Linked DNA regions of Hordeum vulgare: region 2 is linked to region 1. The links are chromatin contacts, called in public Hi-C maps. All regions are on one chromosome and are shown on one strand. The core of a region is the stretch at or near the end of the contact, and the rest is flanking DNA. Distances in the headings are between cores, read along the strand shown. Region 1 holds the start of LOC123401880. Region 2 has its middle 23 kb from the start of LOC123406334.

Evidence for each region. A called contact is a pair of places that touch in the nucleus more often than the background predicts.
Region 2: a contact with region 1 is called in a Hi-C map of leaf, with 4 times the contacts expected there. The contact joins the enhancer-like site here to the promoter of LOC123401880 in region 1. A contact is called at or near these places in 2 of 6 Hi-C or Micro-C datasets (leaf and seedling).

The regions. Positions count from the first base shown.
Region 1 is chr6H:542,011,647-542,017,890 of MorexV3_pseudomolecules_assembly, forward strand. It overlaps LOC123401880, which reads right to left and starts at 2,848. Exons shown (of 6, transcript XM_045095735.1): 1 at 2,544-2,848; 2 at 1,003-1,932; 3 at 447-623. The coding sequence starts at 2,723.
Region 2 is chr6H:542,072,003-542,078,108 of MorexV3_pseudomolecules_assembly, forward strand. No RefSeq gene overlaps it. Among protein-coding and RNA genes, the nearest start is that of LOC123406334, 23 kb to the right of the region's middle. Within about 2 kb of position 3,114, at least 3 of the 3 cell types and tissues checked have open chromatin away from gene starts, as enhancers often do. A contact at or near this core is called in leaf and seedling, where this site is marked.

The DNA of each region.
Region 1 (6,244 bases), core at 1,598-4,097:
ATAAAGGTGCTGTGTTGAAGTCTGTAACTGGAGTAACAGCTGCATATGGCAACTCATACATTTGTCAAAACTCAGAAGTAAAGCAGTGGAACAGTTGTGTCAAAACTCTTCGTACCATATATATAACATATATGCAGTTGTGTCTCTTAGTTCTTCTATAAACACAACTAGAATGATGATGATAATCCAATGAATCAGACTTGAGGAACACAAATTGAACACACGAATGCTAAATACTCCCTCTGTTCCTAAATATAAGTCTATTTAGATATTACACTACGAATTACAAACGGATGTATATAGACATACTTTATAGTGTAGATTCATTCATTTTGCTCCGTAAGTAGTCCATAGTGGAATCTCTTAAAAGACTTATATTTAGGAACTGAGGGAGTAGTTCCCAACACTTACATAAAAACATTTAAAAATGAAGGGAAAGAGCAAACCTCAAATAATGCCTCTGTTAACATGACAATTCTTGATATACTTGCACGAGCACTAGATTCTTCAGCGACCAAGAATGCATCACAGGTGCATCTGCCAATTTGGTGTATCCCCAAAGGACAAGCAGCAGTACTTTGCCCGTTCCCACTATCAAAAATAGCACGACGGTGCTCCCTAATCTGTAACAAAACAATAGCACCAACTTCAGGACACATGTGCATGAGATCAAGCAGTAAATGACTAAGACCGTAGGTAACAATGCTACTGAGTGTAAGAACCAAAACTGAGAGCACATTGGGCGTAAAAGTGATGCAGAAATGAAACAGCATATGCAGCATATAAAGTAGGTTCAGTTCACGGAATTCTGAATATGCTGAAAGCAAATAGAGAGAACACATGTGATGATTAAAGTACATGTTTTTGTTCAGATAATAGTGCAAACCTACATCGACAATTAAAAACTTAATCTGGACATAGTGGCACCAACAACATTTCTAAATATGGAATTGCAACATGTATGAAAGAGTAGGCATAGCTGCCATAGGCAAGAGCAATTACCCGAGATCTTGAATACTGGTTTACTCTGATTGAACCATGGCGTCTACGATGGAAGTAGCGTGCCTCCTCAACCTCATCCCCAAAAAGATCATCACCAAGGTCTAGCCATCTACTGTAAAATCCAAGATCATCAGTGTCTGAATCTAGATAACCTCTAGAACCACGTCTTGAAAATGAATCCCATAGGACCCTTCTATGATTTCTTCTTGTTTCACCATTGCTCGAATCTCTAGAGCGCTCTGGGCCATCATTTGAGAAAATGATGTCTTCATGCACTGTACTTCCACCAATCTGACCATGTGACACACTGAATATGGTGGGAGTATCTTCTCTGCTAGTAGTTGCATCTGGAATTGATTCTCCAATAATGGATGATGCACTTGAAGTAGCAGGCAACACAGATGTTAAGCTGGATTGAGAAACATCTGAGCTTTCACTTGACAAAACATCTCTGGATGAAGTCCTGCGGAGAGCTGTCTCTCCATCTTCCAAGCCAGGCATGATCCTTTCAGATGTGATCAGCGAGGAGTGGAAATCAGACTGGGAAATGGAGCCACTAACTTCTGTAATGAAAACTGCGTCAATGTGGACATTATCAGGTGCAGGTTCTACAAGCTCTTGTGCCATAGGACTAACCCCTTCTCCAGATGTTCTCTCATCATTGCCAGCTTCATTACTGAAATCTCCCCTAATCATGGCATCCTTTCCTGATGAACTCTCCAGGCCACTCGTTTCAGCATCTTTAATTCGCAGGGCATGCTCCTTGTTCTCATGACAGTCGAGGTGATTGAATCTGAGGCGGTGACTTATGGTGCTGGAAGACGGATGCACTCTTGGGTCAGGCTCGCTGGTGTGACGAAGATCCTTAGCAGACAGAGAAGGCTGAAAATCTAGCCCAGCCGCTGCTCGCTCCGCTTGCCGAGTTGCCGCCTGCACAACATACCTTCCTGGCATCAGTCAACAACCCAGATAATAACATAACAGATGGAAAATAAAGCAACCTTATCCACTGAAACCACGAAACCCCACTGGCACTTGAACAAGATACAGCAACACTGCAATTTCACAAATTTAGCTCAGCTTGTCCCTCAGCAGAACCGACACTTTCAGTGTGGGACGACAGATTCTGTGAGCTCTCCATCGATGCCCATTATGAGGGCTGCAACGCACGTAGCTATAGGCTAGCTAATCCAGAGGCTGTTTGCATGGCACGGATGTGTAAGGAAGGGGCATAAATGTTGATTCAGCTAGTCAACTGCTCCTCCATACAAACTGCTGCTGTTACATAGTCGTCATGATTGAGCAAGCAGCGGTACAGCAGGAATGGGGATTAAGAGCTGCAGAAGCACGTACGCTCCCCAGGCGCGCTCCATGGCTTCTCCTAACCCCAAGCCACGCCCCCGGAGCCGCCGTCCCGAACCCCACGACCCGGTGAACAGTAACCACCGACAAATCGATCGCTACCGCAAGCCAGCTCGAACGGCGAGACCCGAGACCAGCCCCGTGCGTGCAAGGGGGGGTAAGGAGCGGCGGCTGAGTACCTGGAGGGCGCGCGAGGAGGAGGCGGCGGCGGCGGCGGCGGCGGCGAGCCCCCCGCCGTCGCCCGCGGAGGATCCGGCCCCGAAGCACCCGCCTAGGCCGATCCGCGGCCGCCGGCGCCGTGGCGACGGAGAAGACGACGACGGCGCGCCGGCGGCGCAGCTGCTGCTCGCGGCGCCCATCTCGCTCGGCTTTCCGGACGGGTGGATGGATGGATGGATGGGTGGGTTCCTCCGCTCTGCGATTCGGGGGGAGGGGAGGGGAGGGGATGCGGGGCGCTGTCCCTGTTTGCGTCTGCGCGCTTTATAGACTGCTTTCTTCGCTTCCTGGCTTGGTTTATTTATATTGTTTTCTGCGGGCGGATTTGTCTCAGCTCCTCGAAACCATTTGACTCTCGTGTTTGGGTCAAGAAGATAAAACTGGTGCTTGTTTTCTTTTTTACTTTTGTTTTCGAGTCAAGAAGATAAAAATGGTGCTTGTCGGTGGTTAGTCGCCGTGTAAGCATAATTTAATTTTGAATCACGGGTGCTCTCTGCGTTCATAAATATATATAAGATGTTTTGGATATTCAAGTATATGCCGCATGCAGATTTAAATGCATGGAGAAACGCTACGAAACGTTTGTGTCTATGTTCATCTCATTTGAAGAAAACACTGGAGCGTCCTGTGGTATTTGTTAGCGGGCGTAGTAGAAGCTAGTCCAGAGGAAGGATAGATGGTTTTCCGAATCGATACGTGTTAATCTCGATATGTCCAGCGGGTTAGGTTGTCGGTAATGCCCACCATACGAGAAATCAAATTAATTCATTTCATAGTTGACCATCATACATACTTCTTTGATCATCATTCATAGTTCTACAAAATGCATAGGAGGAGCGGCGGAGCCACCGTAAATCCTACTGCCAAAATTTGGCACGCCGGAGCCATCCGGGCTCGGCGGCGACACTGCGGCGGCAAACATCCTTAGTACTCGTCGGAGGAGGAGACGATGTCGATGTAGATGGTGTCATGTGCCTCGGCTTTGCAGCACGACGCAACCAACTTGTCGTTGAACTACTGCCCATTCGCGAGCCCCTGTCGAGGTCATCGACCCGGCGGCAGTGATGCGCCTCCTCCTCCTCCCGCGCAATACGCACGAGGACGGCTGCCTCAATGGCGTCCGCCTTTGCTGGGGGGGATCCTCTGGCCCAATGACGCCACCGCCCCGCTGCTCTGGCTCTGGCTCCAGCTCTCTCTTCATCGTGCGGATCGGTGGGAGCTCCGCTGGCTCCCTTTCAATCAGAGTCAGCATATGGGAGCTCGACCCCCCGACGGAGCTGCCTGAGGCGGAGGAGCATCACGTGCTGGAGTACAACCGCGTCTGCGTGCGGTCACTCTTACGTCTTGCGGCGGAGGAGCGACGACAGTAGCGATAGGCCTTGGTTTCGGGTACTTGCGAGTGGCCCGGTTCTGCGCGACGTCGGATGCCACGCAACGCTATCGCTCGGGGTTGCCGTCGCCGCCATGGCCCGTCGACCAACTTCCACGCCACATTTTGAGTGGGAGAGGGAGGATTGAGCTCGTCAACGACGAGAAATCGGGAGAGGGATTGGGATTGACGGCGGTGTGCGGATAGGATTTCACCCCGTACCTGTCACGCCCAAGATGCGACCTTATCCTCAATTTGGCACGAAGGCCTCGTCAGGGATAGAAGCGCATCTCGTCGTGTCGCAAGAATGGATATCGTTACAAGTACATGTACTGAAAAGAAGAGGTATATATATAGAATTGGCTTACACTCGCCACAAGCTACTTCAGAGTCACAGCAGTACAATACATAATCATCATGAAGAAGAGCAGGGTCCGACTACGGACGAAAACAAACGAGAAAAAAAGAACGACGTCCATCCTTGCTATCCCAGGCTGCCGCCCTGGAACCCATCCTAGATATATGAAGAAGAAGAAGAAGAAGAAGCAACTCCAAATGAACAATAAACGCGCTCGCGTCAAGTAACCTTTACCTGTACCTGCAACTGGTGTTGTAGTAATCCGTGAGCCACAGGGGACTCAGCAATCTCATTTCCAAAGGTATCAAGACTAGCAAAGCTTAATGGGTGAGGTATGGTTAAGTGGTGAGGTTGCAGCAGCGACTAAGCATATATTTGGTGGCTAAACTTACGAGTACAAGAAATAAGAGGGGGAAGATCTACGCATAGCGAACGTGAACTACTGATGATCAAATGAATGATCCTGAACACCTACCTACGTCAGACATAACCCCACCGTGTCCTCGATCGGAGAGAGAACTCACGAAAAAGACAGTCACGGTTACGCACACAGTTGGCATATTTTTAATTAACTTAACTTCAAGTTATCTAGAACCAGTGTTAAACAAAGTATCCACGTTGCCACATAACTGCGGGCACGGCTTTCCAAAAAAGATTTAACCCTGCAGGGGTGCTCCAACTAGTCCATCACAAATTACCACAAAGCCGCATAGAAATCCTCAATCACGAAGCTCGCGATCTCATCGAATTCCCTAGTGGAAAACCTCAACTCTGAGATTACCCAAAGCATCACCGGAATCCCGATGCACACACTAGTGGAAAACGGGCCTTTGGCCGGGACCCTTTAGTCCCGGCCTGCCTCTGGGCCGGGACTAAAGGCCCGGCCACGTCGCCCCAATTCTCAATGCCTCCCTCGAGGCTTTAGTCCCGGCCTGTAAGGAGCCTTTAGTCCCGGTTCGTGTCCCAAACCGGGACTAAAGGGCTACGCGGTGGGCAGTGGTGGTGGCAACTGTTCGTATCCCCCTTTAGTCCCGGTTGGTGGCTCAACCCGGGACTAAAGGCCTAACACGTGGCCTGCCGTAGTGGTGGCAACCGTTGGTATACCTCTTTAGTCCCGGTTGGTGGCTCAATCCGGGACTAAAGGCCCAAACGGTTTGCATCCCGCGTCGTTTCGGGCGATGAAAAGCACGAACCGAAGCAGAGTCGCCATTTCTCTGTTTCTTCTTCTCTCTCGCTCTCGCTCTGTTCTTCTCCTCTCTTCTTCCCTTCTCTTCTTCCACCATGCCAACTCGCTTTGGAGAGGTGCTCGCACATGGCAAGACCAAGCTCGATGTCGTGTACACGAACGAGAGCAGGGAGATGCCGTATTTTCTTGAACAATTGAAGGAACGATGGCTTTACGCCGCAATGGATCATGAGAAGTTCTTGGGGCTTGATCTGGAGTACATGGCCGATCAACGCGGTGTTGCCGTCATCCAACTATGCTTCGCACACCATGTCTTGATCTTCCAATGGACGAGGTTAGTTTTGAGGCTTTCTTTGATCCAAGGTAATGACATTGTAAGTTTATTTGTTTCAATCATAGTTGGTTCCCTTCAAATAGTTGTAGTGAAACAATTTTGATTAGTTGAAGGGGAACACAATCTGATTGGAATAGTGTTCCATAATCTGAAAAATCGTATTAGAATCAACTAGTTTTAATATGTTCCATTGGAATCATAGTTGGTTCGCTTCAAATAGTTGTAGTGAAACAATTTTGATTAGTTGAAGGGAACACAATCTCATTGGAATAGTGTTCCACAATCTGGAAAATCTGATTGGTTCAATATGTTCCATTGAAATCATAGTTGTAGTGATACAATTTTATGCGGTGTTCTTTGATCCAAGGTTATGAAAATTGCATATAGCTAGTGATCTCTCTAGGTTCCATTGGATAG
Region 2 (6,106 bases), core at 1,864-4,363, 61 kb after region 1:
GCCAGCGCACCCTTGAGGCCTTGTGCCTCAAGGCTAGCCCCTTCCCCTCCCTCCTATATATAGTGGTGGTTTAGGGCTTTTTGAGACACAACTTTGCCACGTGCAACTCTAGCCTAAACCACACAGTTTCACCACTAGATCGGAGCGGATCGTGAGACAGATAGCGGAACGGTTCGTGGGACGGTTCGAGGGACGTGAAGACGTTCCACTACATCAACCGCGTTTCTTAACGCTTCCTGATGTGCGATCTACAAGGGTACGTAGATCCAAATCTCCACTCGTAGATGGGCATCACCATGATAGGTCTTCGTGTGCGTAGAATTTTTTTTGTTTCCCATGCAACGTTCCCCAACATTGCACATTAGTACATAATACATGTTTCTTCTTGAATATTACAGCGTGTCCCTCCATGGGGTGTGTGTGTGTGTGTGTGTGTGTTGGGGGGAGCAGGGGGGAGACTTGCGTAATTTCATCATCATCAAATACATAATTTAAATTTACCAAAGCTAGAAGTTACTCAGAGGGGAGAACATTGATATTCACCAATAGAGTGGTTGAGACTGTGTTGAACATGTGCACAAATAGCTCATTTGTTTGGCTTTCCACAAGCTCTAGTATTGTAATTGAGTTTGTGGATATTGAGAAACAAGGTTTTGGGTGATGGTGGTCTATATCGGCCCGGTAACTAGAAGATAATTCGGGGAATTTGTGTGGAAGTGTATATTATGTGGGAGGGGGGAGGGGAGGGAGTGTCCACTATTTTCTACTAGTGTTTAGGTTGTCATTGAAAGTGTCAGCGGAAACTCATCGTCAACCATTGTTTACGTTTTGTATATGTTTATAGATGATAAATTGAAGGTGCAATTTGGTGGTGTTACCACATGATGCGCAAAACTGAATTCAATATGTATAATAATGTTATCTCAGTAATGTCACTACGACGATTACTAAGTTGAAAGAACGGAAACATGAAAACAAAGGCTTGCCTTCTTGTAGCTAAGAGTTGATCTCTTTCTTCTTTCCAAGCGTTTTCTCCTGTTTCCTTTGGTGGCTAGAGAAAAATCTACCATCAGCGAGCCTATGGATTTACCTCCCCTCTGCCTGCCGCTCCGGCGGCCGGTGAACGGGGGGTGAATCCCGGTGTCTTCGGTCTGGCTAGTAGTTCATATTAGCTTTTGTTACTCCTTGTAGATTTGGTGCTCGGGAGGATGACGACGCTTCTTCGTTGAGGTTGCCTTCGAGGATTTGATCCTCCTCGACTTCGTGCATCCGGATGTAGTCGACGGAGCTCCGACGTTGATTCCTGTCACCTCTTTAGGGCCACGAGTTAGGATTTCTCGTCATGTGTGCGCTAGAGCGAGATTTGGTGTCAATTGCTTCATATCTATTAAAGGTTCAATTACGAAGAATGCTGCTTTTTGGAGTTGGTCCTTAATAGCACATGCATGAAGACTTCTTGATTGTCACCGACAAGGTTAAACTGGCTCTTATAGGGGAGCGGTGATAGCGGCGCTTCGATGGCTCATTTTGGCGATGGTATTAGTCCTTCGATGGTCTAAAGACTTTGATGTAAAATTTTATTATGATTGAGGTGTTTTGAGCTTCTGATGAGCTTCTATAATAGATACGGATCTTTCCCAAAAAAACTAAAATAAAAGATGATCCCTTACTAATACGGAGAAAATAAATGAACGAGGTTAATATGAGCTCGAGTGAAAATAAAATTAAAAAAATTATGATTTTTTTCATACAATTCTATTTTTTTATAACAAACATTACTAATGTTTTTGTTGCCTCCGAAGTTTTATCAAAAAACAACATTCGTGAAAAACATGGTAAAAAAATCAATGTAAAATATCTCCATTGCTTGCATAGTTTTTTTCGTGCTTGGTATCATGGTGACCTGATTATTGTCATTCATGGTAATAACACTTACTAGTACGCTACTTAATATGATACGGAATCATACTACCAGGATATTTAATTTTCATGACACGTAATGACGTGTCGTTTTCATGATACGAGCAAAATACATCACAACCAGTGACGGAACTAGGGCCCGGCACAGGGAGGGCATGGTCCCAACTCCTTTGTATACTGTAGCACAATGATGTAGCACAATAATTTAGCAAAGTGCTACAGAGTAAAACAGGCCCGGGGCGGCCCGCTAGGCGGATCCGTCCCTGATTACGGCTAACCAATCTATATATATTCTCTGAACTTTGTGGCTATTAAGGTAAAAAAATACTCTCTTCATCCTAAAATAAGTGTCTTAAACTTAGTATAATTTTGTACTACAGTTATTATAAAGTTGAGACAGTTATTTTGAGACGGAGGGAGTATTATATGCATAGAACATTTGATAGTATCCAGGTGAGGACTTTTCGTTGAAGAAAAGACAGGAACAACAGTGCTCACAACTAAAATTGATAGGGTAACCAACGAGCTCTATCCCATTGGCTGGTTAACGTTGGAACTGAAAATAATTATTTCACAAGAATAACTTTGAGGTTTTAGGCTGGCCGTAGTGGGTGTAACTAAAGTACTATCATGTACTCGGAAATAGCAAACATGCTGATGTGGCAGGGGATTAAAAAAGAGATAGAGGATTAGAGTAACATAGGTAGATATCGTAACATGTTAAATGCTATGCTACTATGTGTCATGCATGCCAATAAATAAGGTCATATATGATACTACTTTATGATACTCCCTCCGTCCGGAAATACTTGTCATAGAAATAGATGTATCTAGACTTATTTTAGTTATGGATACATCCATTTTATACATTTTCAGGACAAATATTTTCGGACGAAGGAAGTACTATATACTACTCCCTCCGTTCCTAAATATAAATCTTTTAAGAGATTACACTACGAGTCTACATACGAAGCAAAATGAATGAATCTACACTTTAAAATATGTCTATGTATATCCGTATGTAGTCTATTAGTGGAATCTCTAGAAAGACTTATATTTAGGAACGGAGGGAGTATGAAAATAGTATCATACAACAATAGTATCATATGCATTATATGTTACTCTCCGACCAGCCTTACGGAATAATGCATGCATGCATGCATATGGGTCGGTACGCTTGACCCATCAGGGGTGCTGGGCCGTTGCGTGTAGAATGTCCGGTAGCGGCCATCAGCCTTCTGCGCACGCCGACCAGTCGTGGCCGGTTTCTCCACAGCGTATATGCAGGCACATTTCCTGTTGACATGAGAATAAAAGGACAGGACATAATCATTGTCAAAATATACTCCTCTACTTTTTCTTGAAGGTTAGTATATGTAGCATCACGGATGTTTTTAAATTAGCACTGCATGGGATTCCAATGCTGAAGCAGGGAACAGCCGACATGATTAATTTGCCCTATTTCTTATTATTTTTTCACCTATTATTAGTACCTGATGAAGGTTAGGTACACATATACTTGTAAGATGCTCATTTGTTTATGTTTAGTTGAATCGCAGTGTTGCGTGTGCTATAGCCCGAGTGAACGCTCAAGCATTTTTTTTCCGAAACGAAGACAATTTTTTTTTGCCTTATCAGTAATTAAAAAAAAGAATTGCCTAATTAATTAATGAAAAATCAGACAAAAATCAATACATATCGACCACATGCGGACTACTCGTTAAGAAAGAAACTCCATGACGCTATAATCAACCCGACAAACATACATAGCATGCAACAACCATGAAACCTTGCAGTTCGATTTCGTAAAGAAACCCTCAACTAAACCAATATTAAATATACCGGACGCCACCAAATCCACATATGTGGGCCAATCAAAGATGGATGACGAAGAGACTGAGTATGCCCCATTAAACAGATGCCGACGCCTTAGCAATGACGCCACCCTTCTTGCCTATGCTCCTCAGAGCCTTCTTCACCTTCTTGATTTTACCCAGCGAAACCTCCTCCGCTAAGAGGCGGGCAATCGTTTGGGCAGACCCAGGAGAAGCTGCATCCAAGTTGGCGAGCAAGCGGCCAAGCTTTTTCGCCAACACCGCCTCATCAATACGTGCTAACATAGCGTCATGGTCAAAGATGGGAGACCGGATGGGCTTCAACGGCTGAGAGTTAGGTGCCAAAGCACCTACCACATCAACCTCGACACCCACAAACGCCACCTCGCCAACAACCTCAGGTGAGAGAATAATAGTAGCAGACAAACCTCCACGGTCCACAAAGATGAGCGGCTAACCCGGCTCCAACGACAACGATGAGGTCGCAATCGGCATCGTCAAGTCCGCTCCAAGCGACCTCATCTCCTCAGGAAGCACCATCTAAATAGGCGGAGTGGGCTCCCCACAAAACGGAAATCAACATTTCTTCCCACTATTTTTTTCTAAACCACAACCACGGAAGAATGTTGAAGTAGTAATAGTGATTGCCCCTCGAGAGGTGAAGATATGAATAAAACAGGACTATAACAAAGCTTTCCTACTTGGTAGGCTCCCACCAGAGAGATATTCAATATAAGTGAGACTAGAACAAGCTGGAAGCTTAGACCCATACCTTTTGTCCTCATTCTTTCGTTTTAGCTAGCTATAATGGTATGTGCTCTGAAAGGTAGTTGTTTTTACTACAAAGTCATCACATGAACTCAAAGGATGCATTAGTGATATTAGTGTCTTGTATAATTTGCACGTAAGATCCTCCCGTGCAATCTTCAAGTGACTTATCACTCGCCAGCAATCTAAAGCAATGACGGATTTGCATATATATGAGCGCCTCAAGTATCTCGGGATCAGGGATTCCATCAAAAGCGACCATTGTCTCAACTTTCCTTCTTTGTTTCTGACCAAGACTACAGCAACACCTTTTGCATCATTCTTTTTCGGCCATTGTCTCAACTTCCACCTTCATGCACCCTTCCGATAGTGGAATCAACGTAGGTTCACGGCGCGAACTTGACTTCGAGATAGACGCAACACACTTCTTCTCAAATATTTGGAGTTCCTCAAAAAAGTTTTGAACAAAGTATGTAGTGGACAACTACCTCTAAAAATGACAATCATAAATCATGTTTCTCCTCGTGTACCATATAGCCCATAATGTAACAAAAGTGTCGACAAGCAGCTGGTGGGAAAGAACATCGATCAAAGAGAAGGTCCATCCTCCCACCTTCTGTTCTTGTGAATATGTTGTGGTTTCCATGACCCCTTCCGACTCCAATGCCCAAATAGACTTCGGCATCATCCATTCAATAAATGAGTGTCTTCATGAGTCATCTTGGCCACAAGTCAGATACTTATGACCCTCCTTTCATGTTCATGTTGCGCAACACATCACCAATTGGTATAGATTGTTTTGCTAATCTCCACAGAAAAACACATATCTTTGTTGGGACATGAACCTTTCATGGTGATGTCCACTGTTTATTTTCATCCTTCAAATTCAATGTTGCAGCGGACCCATCCAGCCACGTCTCCCTCATGACATTTGTGGTGATTAACATATATACACTTACTTTACAAAAAATCCTTTACTATCATAATGTCATGCCCAAAAATTTCTTGGTTTCTAGCACTCAAAGCGATGTATTTTCATAACATCAGCATCCACTGGCGGGATGTCATGCCAATTTTTCTATGTTCCATGTGGCTGATGTATGATTAATCACCTCATGAACATTTTTAGGTGAATCATACTATAAGCAAGTTGTTGCTCGCAAAGAGCCATTATGGTCTAGCCAATTGTCTTCCCATGGATTGTCCCTTCTTCACTAATGATCTGCCTAATAAGGCCTTGTTTCAAATTTCTCAGGCCCATCAAGCATCGCCCTCCAACCTGCAAAGGACGAGAGGCCAAACTTTCTATAAGAAAATCTCCTTGTGCAAAATGTTTTCCTTTTAGAAATTTACCACTCAAACTTGTAGGACATTGCAAAAATCTCCAAGCCCGATGAGCCAGAAGTGCTAATTTGAACAATTTGTTGTCTCCGAAACACATGCCTCCCATATACCTGGGTTTGTCATCTCTGACCAAGCAACTCAAAAAGTTTTCCGTTTCTTGTCCTTGCTTTCCCATTATTTTTGGAATAGTTTATTTCTATGCTCACACAACCCTCGAGGAAGCCTGAAATAGGACATGG